4 separate regions of the Mus musculus genome follow, and all the other regions are linked to region 3. The links are chromatin contacts, called in public Micro-C and promoter capture Hi-C maps. All regions are on one chromosome and are shown on one strand. The core of a region is the stretch at or near the end of the contact, and the rest is flanking DNA. Distances in the headings are between cores, read along the strand shown. Region 1 holds the start of Hoxb8 (homeobox B8). Region 2 holds the start of Hoxb5 (homeobox B5). Region 3 holds the start of Cbx8 (chromobox 8). Region 4 holds the start of Hoxb2 (homeobox B2).

Region 1 (2,700 bases), core at 115-2,614, about 23 Mb before region 3:
TACAAAGATTCTGGCTCATGGAACCCCTCAAAAAAAAAAAAAAAAAAAAAAAAAAAAAAAAAAAAGAAGCACCTTAGAGAACGGGCAGTAGATTTAATTTATTTGTAAAATTGACTCTGCCTTTGTTCTAGGACGTTTCTTTCTCCTTCTCTCTGTCTTTCCAGTCAGTTCCCTCAGGAGACCATTGGTTCTGCCTGCCACCCTAAGGTTTGACCCCCCCCACCAGCCATGTGCCAGGTACACAGAGGAGGGCCTGGGCTTGGAGTGGGGCAGCCAGTCATTTCTGGATTTGAGGCCTCAGATCTTCAGGTGCTGGAGGTCCAACTAAAGGCACCCCAACAAGAGAAGAGGGGAAATGGAGACCTTGGTGGCCTTGTTTTTTTCCACTCCAAGGTTAGTGCAGGTGGTCAAATGGCTATGGGGACATATACCAATAACAGGTGCCTTTTAAACCCACACCTTTGTGTTGGGCACGGGAGAGCATAAGACAGCAGTAACCAAGGCCTTGGTACCCAGCCTTAGTCTCCACTACCCTTACCTCTTTTGCTGTGTGGATGAAGAGGTCACTATCTATACCTGGAAGGCTTGTGTGTAGAAGGAATGGGTGGTTGGCCCCAGAAAGCTGGGTGTCAGTGGGGCTTGGTTTCTGAATGCCAAGGCCCGGGGCACAGGTTTACAGCCACACGAGATATCATCCTTTGATATCACTGGACCTTTCCCTCTAAAGTGGCCAAAGCACCTCCAGAAGACCCCCCCCTTTCTCTTGCAGCTCCCCCCAACCACCAGCAGGTAAAGCTCCTGTAAATGGCAGAATTGGCAGCCGCCTGCAGAACTTTGTTCCACCTTAGCACTGCCCATTAACCAGAAAGTTTCTTCTTCCTCTCTCAGGCCCTCTCAGACTCCCTTTCCACAGAAAATCTCGCGTGTTTGCTTAATGAGGGAAAGTTATGTGCGTGACCTAGGTGAGGACAGATCTCGGGGTGGTTTGGGGTCTCATAAGAGCCAGTGGGGTCAGGTGTGTCTGCAAGGGAGAAAATCTCGGGGAAAGTCACCGTTTGTGCCGAAAGGGAAAAAAAAATCCACAGCAACCCATAATCGGTCTCATTTCAGCTAAGTCACCCCCACCGTGCTTCAGTCGGGCGGCGGGGGCGATCGAAGCTGCAGTTTTATAGCTGTAGAGGAAAGAACTCGTAAAATGCTAACAGCTTTTATGCGCTGCAGCATAAACAACAACAGACTCCGGCTTTATTGCGTTTTATAGTTTGTTAAAGAGTTTACAGCCGTTTTTTTGGGGGCTGGTTACCCAGCCAATTCCCTCCACACGATAGTTAAACCTTTATCAATAATAAGGAAATTGATCATTAAAGCTTTAAATATGACTACCTCGTTTGTTTGAAAATATGTTTAGGAGAGGAAGCTGTATGATTTGATAACTTGTATTAAAATACCAATTACATTTATAGGACCTTTTAAAACTCGGTGCAATTAAACCGTGTTCTTTTACATTTTTCCGAAGCGACCCTGACATTTAGAAAGACTCCAATTGCCTCGTTAAAATCGCGAAATTAACAGCGTGCCTACGCCAGGCTCAGCGTTGTGGATGTGTGTGTATGGTGTTTTTCCGTGACTCCCCCACATCAGTCTTTGGGGGTGGTCTGCGAAGGTATTTGATTTGTTGTGAGGCAAGAGATATCTCATTAATGTAGGTAGTTAAACAGATTTAATCCGTATTCGTTCTCTCTCTCTCCCCCCTCCCTCTCCCCCCCTCTCCCCCTCTTTCTCCCTGGGTGTTTTTTTCTCTTCCCCTCCTTTTTTTCTGCCCTCTCCTCACTCCCTGGCGCTCTCTCGCTCTAGCTCTCTCTCGCACTCGCTCTCTCTCGCTCTCACCCTCGCTCTGCGTTCTGTCCGGGAGGAGTACCCAGAAGCCAATAGGATGCGGGGTCTCTAATGGATGCAAATGATGGTGAAAAGACGGGGCAAAATATGAAACAACTCATTTGGAGGGAAGTAAATCACCGAAAACTGTTTATGAACTGGCATCCCTTCTTCGAAATGTAAAGCGAGGACCTCTTTAAGTGGCGGTATATTTTTGTTTGGGGGGTGGGGGGTGGGGGGAGGGCGAGCGAGCCGCGGCTGCCATGCAGGCTTAGACTTTTGCAGGCTTCGCTCTTCTATTCCTGGAAATCACAAAAAGTGTGGCGGCTTTGAGATCTTCTTCGTCTTTTCTTTCTTTTCCTTCCTTCCTTCTTTTTTTTCCCCTCCTCCCTTTTCCTCTCCTTTCCTGGCGAGGGTGACTAGGAGCCGGCGAATCCGCGTTTTTTTTTCTCTCTCTCTCCCTCCCTTTTCCCCCTCCCCACCCCCTCCCCAACAGCCCCCAACTACAGCCTGCGCCGCCGCCGCCGCCGCCTCAAAATTCAATAAAATGAGCTCTTATTTCGTCAACTCACTGTTCTCCAAATACAAAACCGGGGAGTCCCTGCGCCCCAATTATTATGACTGCGGCTTCGCCCAGGACCTGGGCGGCCGACCCACCGTGGTGTACGGTCCCAGCAGCGGCGGCAGCTTCCAGCACCCTTCGCAAATCCAGGAGTTCTACCACGGGCCATCGTCGCTGTCCACAGCTCCCTACCAGCAGAACCCGTGCGCCGTGGCGTGCCACGGCGACCCCGGCAACTTCTACGGCTACGACCCTCTGCAGCG
Region 2 (2,713 bases), core at 187-2,686, about 23 Mb before region 3:
AGGCCACTGGGCATCTCTCCACAACTCGTCTACAGGCTCCAGGGTGCCTCTTCTCATATTAAGTAGGAGCTCGGTGGCCAGGAAGAGAATGGGAAGCCGGCAGCAGAAGGCTGCAAGGGCCCGACTTTATCTTGCTCTTTGGAGACCCGAGGGCAGGGGTCCAGGTGATGGCGCCTTTAGTCTCACCTTCTCAACCCAAAATGGCTCATTTTCTCTTTACTGCCACCCACACCCGAGCAGCAAGCTTCAGGCCCCGTTTTCTTTTCTTCCTTCTCCCTCTCCCCCCTCCTTTTTTTATTTTTAAAGAAAATAGCCGTCTGGCAGAAGGGGCCCAGCTGCGGAGATCTCTGGCCGCCCAGCGAGCTCAGCAAGGGGCCGCCGGTCTTCCGAACACCTTCCCAGGGAAGGCGGTAAGGCCATGAGCAAATTCTCCAATTATTGGCCACCAGCAACACAAGGCTTTGGATTTGGTCTCTGAATGAGATAGCTGGCATCTGGCGAGCTTGTTAAAGGGGATCTGTTTAAACCCCAAACTCCCGCAGAAGAGTTACCACCAAACCTTAACCGCTCAGACGGTTGTCTCTCTAGTCTTTGGCCGACCGACCATCTTTCTCTTCTAGGGTCCCTGTTTACCTCGGTTCCTAGGCCTAGGCTAAGGATGAGAGGTCAGAAGGAAAAATCCAAACTTCCCAGGGGCCCAGGAGAACGAAGAGCTTCCCTGCCTTTTCCAGCCTCCCTCCAGCCTAGTCCTGCGGCTCTCTCTCGTGTTGTGGACCCGCCGCTGAAGCCTAGCCAAGAAGCAGACCTGGCTGAGCTAACAAAATTCTTATAATTGTTTTTCACACACAACTTATAATCCTTCCCCCCATTTCCTTACCCAAGTTGGGGACTGGCAAAGCCTAAGGAGGGAAGATCAAGCAACTTCATTTTGATTATATTACCCAGAGTTAAAATAATAATGGTGATGATAATGTCAGAGAGGCCACAAATAGAGGGGATAGCCGCACCCTAACGAAGTAGGCAAAAGACTCAAATCCATCTTCCTAAAGGTTCAAGCCTGTGAGTGAGCTGCGGGCCGGGTTTCTTTCTTGGCTTGGCGGTTGCACAGAGCCAGCAAAGAGGTTGCCGAAGCCGCCATGGCGGCCTGCGGCCCGCGCTCCCGTCAATCGCCGGGAGGTGGCGCGCTCTGCTCAGAGGCCAACGTCAACCTTCTCCCTGTTTTTCCCCCTTCTCACTTTCTCCCCCCCTCTCGGAGGCTCGCATTGAATCGGCCCTAACGATTCTCCGATCGTCATTATTTGTAACCATAGAGCATGAATTACCTCTTGAGGTCATCAGTGAGAATTTACGACTGGTCAACAAAAGCACGTGATTCCCTAACGCCCCCCCATCCCCCTTCTAACCCCCCCCATATTTGGCCGCATACATAGCAAAACGAAGTACAGTGCATCGCTATAATTCATTAATACATCATAAATCGTGAAGCACAGGGTTATAACGACCACGATCCACAAATCAAGCCCTCCAAAATCACCCAAATGAGCTCGTACTTTGTAAACTCCTTCTCGGGGCGTTATCCAAATGGCCCGGACTATCAGTTGCTAAATTATGGCAGTGGCAGCTCTCTGAGCGGCTCTTACAGGGATCCCGCTGCCATGCACACCGGCTCTTACGGCTACAATTACAATGGGATGGATCTCAGCGTCAACCGCTCCTCGGCCTCCTCCAGCCACTTTGGGGCGGTGGGCGAGAGCTCGCGCGCCTTCCCCGCGTCCGCCCAGGAACCCCGCTTCAGGCAGGCGACGTCCAGCTGCTCCCTGTCCTCGCCCGAGTCCCTGCCCTGCACTAACGGCGACAGCCACGGCGCCAAGCCCTCTGCTTCGTCCCCTTCCGACCAGGCGACCCCAGCCAGCTCCAGCGCCAATTTCACCGAAATAGACGAGGCCAGCGCGTCCTCTGAGCCCGAGGAAGCGGCGAGCCAGCTAAGCAGCCCCAGCTTGGCTCGAGCACAGCCAGAGCCCATGGCCACCTCTACGGCCGCGCCCGAGGGGCAGACTCCACAGATATTCCCCTGGATGAGGAAGCTTCACATCAGCCACGGTAATTCTCCATCTCTTTTTTGTCCTCTCCGCATTCCTGCCCTGTGTTGGGGGTGGGGGCGAGCAAAGCTTGGCTTTGCCTCAAATATAGATCCCTTTTTTCTTTTCTTTTTTTCTTTTTCTTTCTTTCTTTTTTTTTGCCATCAAGAGGGAAAAGTGTCAGAAAGGGTCCCCACAGCTCCATAGATAGAGCCAAACAGTGTTGTTTTCTGGGCGTAGGCATTTAAAAAAAAAAAAAAAAGGCCAGTTTGTTGCCACGTTCAGCTTAGGTTTTGTTTACCTAGCCAGTCACCGGCTTTAGGATGAAAGATGGGATTTGTGTATTGTGAGGAAGGGTCCTGATTATTACAGAAATTTTGAGACTGCTGCTAGCAAAGGGGGAATGGGCTATAAACGGAGCTTTCTAGGGCAAAAGTGCAGTGGCTCTCTTCCCTCCCGGGCGAGCTGCCGCCTGAACCCAGCCTAGGGTGAGGCACTGGGAAGGAGCCAGAGACAAAGCCGGGAGCATTCACTACCATCAGAAGTGGGGGCTGCTGGAGAAGGGGGGGTATGAAGAAATAGAGGCTGGATGCAGGCATCTGGGGTGAGGAGGATGGGAGCTGCGGTGAGCTGGG
Region 3 (2,700 bases), core at 13-2,512:
TCTTAGTAATAGTCTGGGGGAGGGGAATGAGGGTTTGTCTGGAAGAAGCCATTTGCAACCAACAGACTCCTTGTGTAACAGAGGTCTACTTGGGATGGCTGGAGGGGGGGTGGGAATGAAGGCCTTCTGGTGCAGCTAAGTCCTGCCTCTAGAACTCCGTGATGGGGCCTCTGACAGAAGTCCAGATTACAAATACACACAAGGCAAGGGCACCCATTGATTTACAAGCCCTGCAGATCCTCCCTGAACGGCACACTCCACCTCTGGAGATCGCAACATACCTTGAGAAGGAAGGTTTTAGGCTTGGGTCCTCGCTTTTTGGGGCCATAGAGCTCCATCTCCCGTTCCCTAAAGAAAGAAAAGAGAGAGAAGGGGGTGTGTCCTGGCTGCACCGAAGTCAGCGTGTATGGGTTCTAGTGAGTGGCTAGGCTAAGGGTCTGTACCTTTCCTCAAAGGCTGCAAGGAGGCGAGCATCCAGAATATTTTCTTCGGGCTCCCACGTGCTGTACCTAAAGGAAACCAGGAAGAATGGAGCATCAGTCCCTGGAGCAGGAGAGAGAGGACAGAGTGGAGGGCGTGTATGTGTGTGCAACTTTTCCGGCTGCCTTGTGTTGTATTTCAATGTGAAGGGGAAAAGAGGAAGAAAGAACCCTCCTCGATATCAGTGTGGGGTAGCGATTGCATATAACCTACTTACTTCTGCGACCAGCCCTTCCATTTCACGAGATATTCCATGCGTCCCTGCAGATGCAAAAGGGAAAATGCTTGTGTATGTGTGTGCGTGGGGAGAAATGCATGACGAGGACACAAGAAATACACACGAAAATGCATGCACCAAATGAATGCTCCAAACACTACCGCCAAAGGAACCAGTCCACTGCAGCACCCCTGCAGAAACGCTGCACAAAGTGCATGCACCGGCATTCATCCCCCACCCCACCCCCCATCCATGCAATCTGTGCAGGGCTGCAAGTCTAAGGAGAGCGCTGGGGCTGAGCCGCCGCCGCCGCCGCCACGGCCGCGGCCGCTGCTGGGACCTGGGGGAAGGGAGGCTGGGCTGCAGCAAGGGGAGGGAGCCTGGGCCCTGGTGAGGGAGAGTTCGCGTCGCCGCCCGCCTTCCCCTTCACCTACTTTGCGAATGCGCCGCTTCAGGAGGGCTTCGGCCGCGAACACCCGCTCCCCCACCGCCGAGAGCTCCATGTTGACTCGCCGCTTCCCCCCTCAGCCGCTTCCAGGAGCAGAAAAGCAGCAGCCAGCCCTCGACAGCCCATAATACTCTCCCGCTGACGTCAGTTCTCCTCCCTCCCCCGCGCACTCTCCCTCCCTCCACCCCCTCCCAGCGCTTCCTCCCGCCCCACGTGTTGCTAACGACGTTGCTAAAGCCAAGCGTCCTGGGCCCGTTCTGCGGGCGCTGATTGGACTAGCGCCCGGCCACGCCCCTCTCCCCGTCTCCCCTGCGTTGCTACGTGACCCGCGTTCCAATAGCCAGGAGGCGGGGTCTCTGTCCACTCCAGAGACCCAGAGGGAGGGGGAGCGAGCCGTCAGCGGAAGTGACGCCAAGCGGGGCGGGCCCGGCTGCTGTCAGTCTGCACGGCTGGACAGGGGGGCCGCTGCCCTAGGCTCCCGCCCCTGGCCCCCCTGCCTGATTGCCCAGCGTTTCCCCGGGTGCGTGGCTTGCCCCGCCGAGCTATTAGGGCTCCCTGCGTAGGTGCCAGCCAGGCGCTGCCCCTCTGCAGACCCAGGCCCTCCCCACCTGCCCATGCCCTAGCTGGCGCCATCCTGGTCGCCAGCCGCCGTTGATGCACAATGCACAGGTGCTGGGGCGCATCGAGCCGCGCCCGAACCCCCGGACCTACGTCGCTTGCGCCGAACCTACTAATTCCCTGACCCCTCCCTTGCGGCCGCGCACCCTGGGTCTCCATGGCAACGCCCCCTCCTCCCTTCTTCACCAGTCCCATCCAGCTAACAAATCAATGAGCCTGCTCTTGGTCTCCAGTCGCATAGCGCTGCCCGCGTCCACCCTCCGGGTCCTGCGAGCTGGCGTGGGCGCTTCTCCGGGCTCAGAAGCCCAAAGCAGACTGGCACAAGCCAGTGTTTACCGCCTGAATCCATCCTGAAGCGAGACCCTGCAGGAGGGGTCGCGAGCCTCCTCTTCCCACCCTCATTGTCCCCAAGTCTCAGCTGCCCTGCCCCAGCCTCTATTCCTGACCCAGCCTGCAGTTTCCGTCCAATCCACTCCTCAGTCCTGAGAGAAGTCAACCCTGACCACATCTGTCCCGGCCTGGGTGGGTTTAAGGAGCCTATGACCATCGAGGCAGAGCCTAGAGCCTGGCTAGCTCTGGAGGCGCCGCGGCTCTGCTCCAGACCTGGGTGCAGAGCTAGTGCACTTTCTGTCTCGGGCTCTTCTAGACGACGTAAGCGTAAGCGGGGGATTCCCGACAAACATCAGTATGGACTTTGAGGGGTGTGGCGGTATCTAGTGCGGCCTGGAAGAGACACCCCCACCCCCACCCCCGACGCGAAGATGGCAAGTCCCAGGTAGGGGACGAGGGTCGCGCAGAGATGCCTCAGTCCCTTTTACACACCTGAGTACACTCAATGACCTTTTGCTCCTAGGCTCTCTTTCCTCCCCTCGTGGTAACCCCTGTTGAGGCGCGGGGGGGGGGGGGGTTCAACAGCAGCTATCCCCACATTGCCCTT
Region 4 (2,700 bases), core at 83-2,582, about 23 Mb before region 3:
CTGCTTTCCCAAAGAGCCAAATTCTTTGATGCAATCGGAGGGAGCTGTCAGGGGGCTAAGATTGATCGCCTCATCTCCTCTTGGTCCCTCTGACCCACTTATTTAAAAATCTTCCCCCAGCCGACTTTTCATTTTCAGCTTTGAGGCCTAGTTTCCCACCAATTTGCTTGTGGCTCTGAGGTTTTTTTGTTTTTGGTTTTTTTTTTTTTTTTTTTTTTTTTTGTTGTTTTTTGCCTCCTTCCTCTAGTAAATCACAATATTCTAAAATTGAGCCCATCATAGGTGCCTCACCATAGAATACATTACATTTTTTTTTCTCTCTGGAGGCCCAAAGCAGAATATAATCTCAGTGGTGGTCATTATCCCCAGCCCCCTCTCCCCCACCATCTTTAGGAAATGTTTTCTTACCAGGGATTTTAAAAGTAGCCCAAAGGCAAATACAGAGGGGGAAATCCCTTTGTCCAGAGGGCGACTGTGCACTGACTTTAGCTTTGAAAGTTAAGTGGATGGCTACTTTGGTGCCCTGGATAGAGACACAGATACACCTGGGGGCCTGTGAATACATCTGTCACCTTAGACCTTCTTAGACCCTCCTATTGCCAGGGTTGGGGTGTCACAGTGTGAGTACAGATGACCCCAACAGGAAGGCAAGTGGACATAAGAAACTGCTTGTAAATTCTGAGCAGAGACTAGAATCCAGGGCACATAGCAAGGGAGGTAGGCCCATGTCCCAAAGTGCTCCTGGAATCTATGTCCCTGCTGCGTGCCAGCTCTGTGCATTTCTTAAGTGTGAACTACTGCTTTCTGAGGGTGGGTGGGCTGCCGCTGCTGCTGGTGTTTAGTGCTGTCCTTTATCCATCTCCTTTCTGATTTCCCCCAAGGTATGGAAGCCTCTTTCTACTCCCACTTCCCCCTAAATGAGATTTTTTTTTCTTTTCTTTTGGGGGCTGAGGTGGTGGTAGGGTAAGAGGCTACTGAGGGCCACATAAAGAAAGCATATTAACTCACTCCATTTCTCCCTTAAATGTGGTTGTTTGCCACCACCACACAGTCTCTGAAGGGAAGGAAGAGGTTCTTTTGGCTTTTCTGGGAAAAGAGAGCCATTAGGGAGAGTGTAGGGTACTGATGAAGGAACAGGGGTAGAGGAGGAAGCCTCATGGTATCCAGGTCGTGGTCCTCTGGAGTTTTTGAATCAATTAAAGCAAATAATGCCTGTGTTTTCCACTAGGCCTAGACTAGCGATTGGCGGAGACCGGTCCCGTGACCATGAATTCCCTGCAATTTCGGCGGAGTCCTGGGTTTAATAGAGAGAGTCCCCATACGCTTGTATTTATCAGCAATATACAATTATAAAGGCCTAAATTTAAAAAAAAAAGAGAGAGAGCGAAATCTCCCCCCCCCCGCGAAATTGCTCCATTGCATAAACCTGGGGGGGGCGGGAGAGGGGGGTCCCTCTGATTCTCCCTCCTGACGCCCCCCCCAGCAGGCCCCCTCCCCCACCATTGAAAGCCATGAATTTTGAATTTGAGAGGGAGATTGGGTTTATAAACAGCCAGCCATCGCTCGCCGAGTGTCTGACTTCCTTCCCCGCTGTCTTGGAGACATTTCAAACTTCATCAATCAAGGAGTCGACATTAATTCCTCCTCCTCCTCCTCTGGAGCAAACCTTCCCCAGCCTCCAGCTCGGCGCCTCCACCCTTCAGAGACCAGGGAGCCAAAAGCAAGCCGGAGATGGGCCTGCTCTGCGGTCACCGCCGCCACTCCCCGTTGCCCCCCCAGCCCCCGAGTTCCCCTGGATGAAAGAGAAGAAATCCACCAAGAAACCCAGCCAATCCGCCGCATCCCCTTCTCCAGCCGCCTCCTCGGTCCGGGCCTCCGAGGTCGGATCACCATCAGGTGGGTAAACGTATTAGGGGCGGGGTGAGGGGCAGTTGGAAGAGAAGGGGAGAATGTGAGGTGATGGGGCTCCTGGTGGGGTTCCCTAGGTCGACGGATCTGGGGCGAGGGAAGCAGAGTATCCCGCTGGGGTTCAGGCCTAGCCACTGTTAGCTTCCCCACCCCCAGAAAATTTTGGAAGCTGATTGAGGGTGGGGAGGATGCTTTTTTTTTTTTTTTTTTTTTAAATGTGCTTAGAAAAAAATGATTCGATTGAAGGGTTTCCCCGGTTTCTGTGTAGAGGAATGAAGCGTGTCTGGGATTGAATCTGGAGCCTGGAAAAGATGCGATGCCTCTAGCTCTCCTAAAGCTAGGGAAGAAGAGGGAATTCAAAAGCTAGGAAGGAAAGGGGTGAAGAACAATCTATGATCCCTCTCTCCCCAGGTTGAGTTGGAAAGTTCTGAATTGAGGGGTCCATTGGGAGGACTTGGGGGAGGGAGACTCTGAGGTCCTGGGAGCTAAGAGAAATTGCTCCCCGCCCCCTACGTGGCCCGTGGGCGGCTCTGAAGGCACCGACTTGACCCGGGCCGGGTCTGCCTACGTGGAAGAGCACTAAAAAAAACCCCAAAGACACAGAAAGAAGCGCTGTGGGGGTGGGGTGGGAGCCCGAGTAGGACTGCTGAGAGTCTTTTAAGCCAAAGGGGTGCTCCCGATCTCAGCTAAACGGAGGCTGCGTTGAGACCTCTCTGATAACATAGGGGTGCTTCCCTCGCAGATGGCCCCGGATTGCCAGAATGCGGCGGCAGCGGCTCCCGCAGACTGCGC

Evidence for each region. Promoter capture Hi-C pulls out the DNA fragments that hold promoters and counts their contacts. Hi-C and Micro-C count contacts between places; a contact is called where the count stands out from the background.
Region 1: a promoter capture Hi-C map of embryonic stem cells shows a contact between it and region 3, with 9 read pairs. The contact joins the promoter of Hoxb8 here to the promoter of Cbx8 in region 3. A contact is called at or near these places in 2 of 39 promoter capture datasets (both in embryonic stem cells) and 4 of 484 Hi-C or Micro-C datasets (all in embryonic stem cells).
Region 2: a contact with region 3 is called in a promoter capture Hi-C map of embryonic stem cells, with 8 read pairs. The contact joins the promoter of Hoxb5 here to the promoter of Cbx8 in region 3. A contact is called at or near these places in 2 of 39 promoter capture datasets (both in embryonic stem cells), 1 of 484 Hi-C or Micro-C datasets (embryonic stem cells) and 1 of 115 datasets of contacts at active chromatin or transcription factors (embryonic stem cells).
Region 4: a Micro-C map of embryonic stem cells shows a contact between it and region 3, with 11 times the contacts expected there. The contact joins the promoter of Hoxb2 here to the promoter of Cbx8 in region 3. A contact is called at or near these places in 3 of 39 promoter capture datasets (cranial neural crest and embryonic stem cells), 5 of 484 Hi-C or Micro-C datasets (all in embryonic stem cells), 1 of 115 datasets of contacts at active chromatin or transcription factors (embryonic stem cells) and 1 of 9 other capture datasets (embryonic stem cells).

What each region holds. Positions count from the first base shown.
Region 1 is chr11:96,280,541-96,283,240 of GRCm38.p6, forward strand. It overlaps Hoxb8 (homeobox B8), which reads left to right and starts at 1,365. Exons shown (of 2, transcript NM_010461.2): 1 at 1,365-2,700. The coding sequence starts at 2,423.
Region 2 is chr11:96,302,076-96,304,788 of GRCm38.p6, forward strand. Hoxb5 (homeobox B5) reads left to right here and starts at 1,437. Exons shown (of 2, transcript NM_008268.2): 1 at 1,437-2,100. The coding sequence starts at 1,539. All of the region lies in intron 1 of Hoxb5os (homeobox B5 and homeobox B6, opposite strand), which reads right to left.
Region 3 is chr11:119,039,651-119,042,350 of GRCm38.p6, forward strand. Cbx8 (chromobox 8) reads right to left here and starts at 1,263. Exons shown (of 5, transcript NM_013926.1): 1 at 1,132-1,263; 2 at 698-741; 3 at 444-509; 4 at 282-348. The coding sequence starts at 1,200.
Region 4 is chr11:96,350,300-96,352,999 of GRCm38.p6, forward strand. It overlaps Hoxb2 (homeobox B2), which reads left to right and starts at 1,333. Exons shown (of 2, transcript NM_134032.2): 1 at 1,333-1,896; 2 at 2,651-2,700. The coding sequence starts at 1,512. All of the region lies in intron 1 of Hoxb3os (homeobox B3 and homeobox B2, opposite strand), which reads right to left.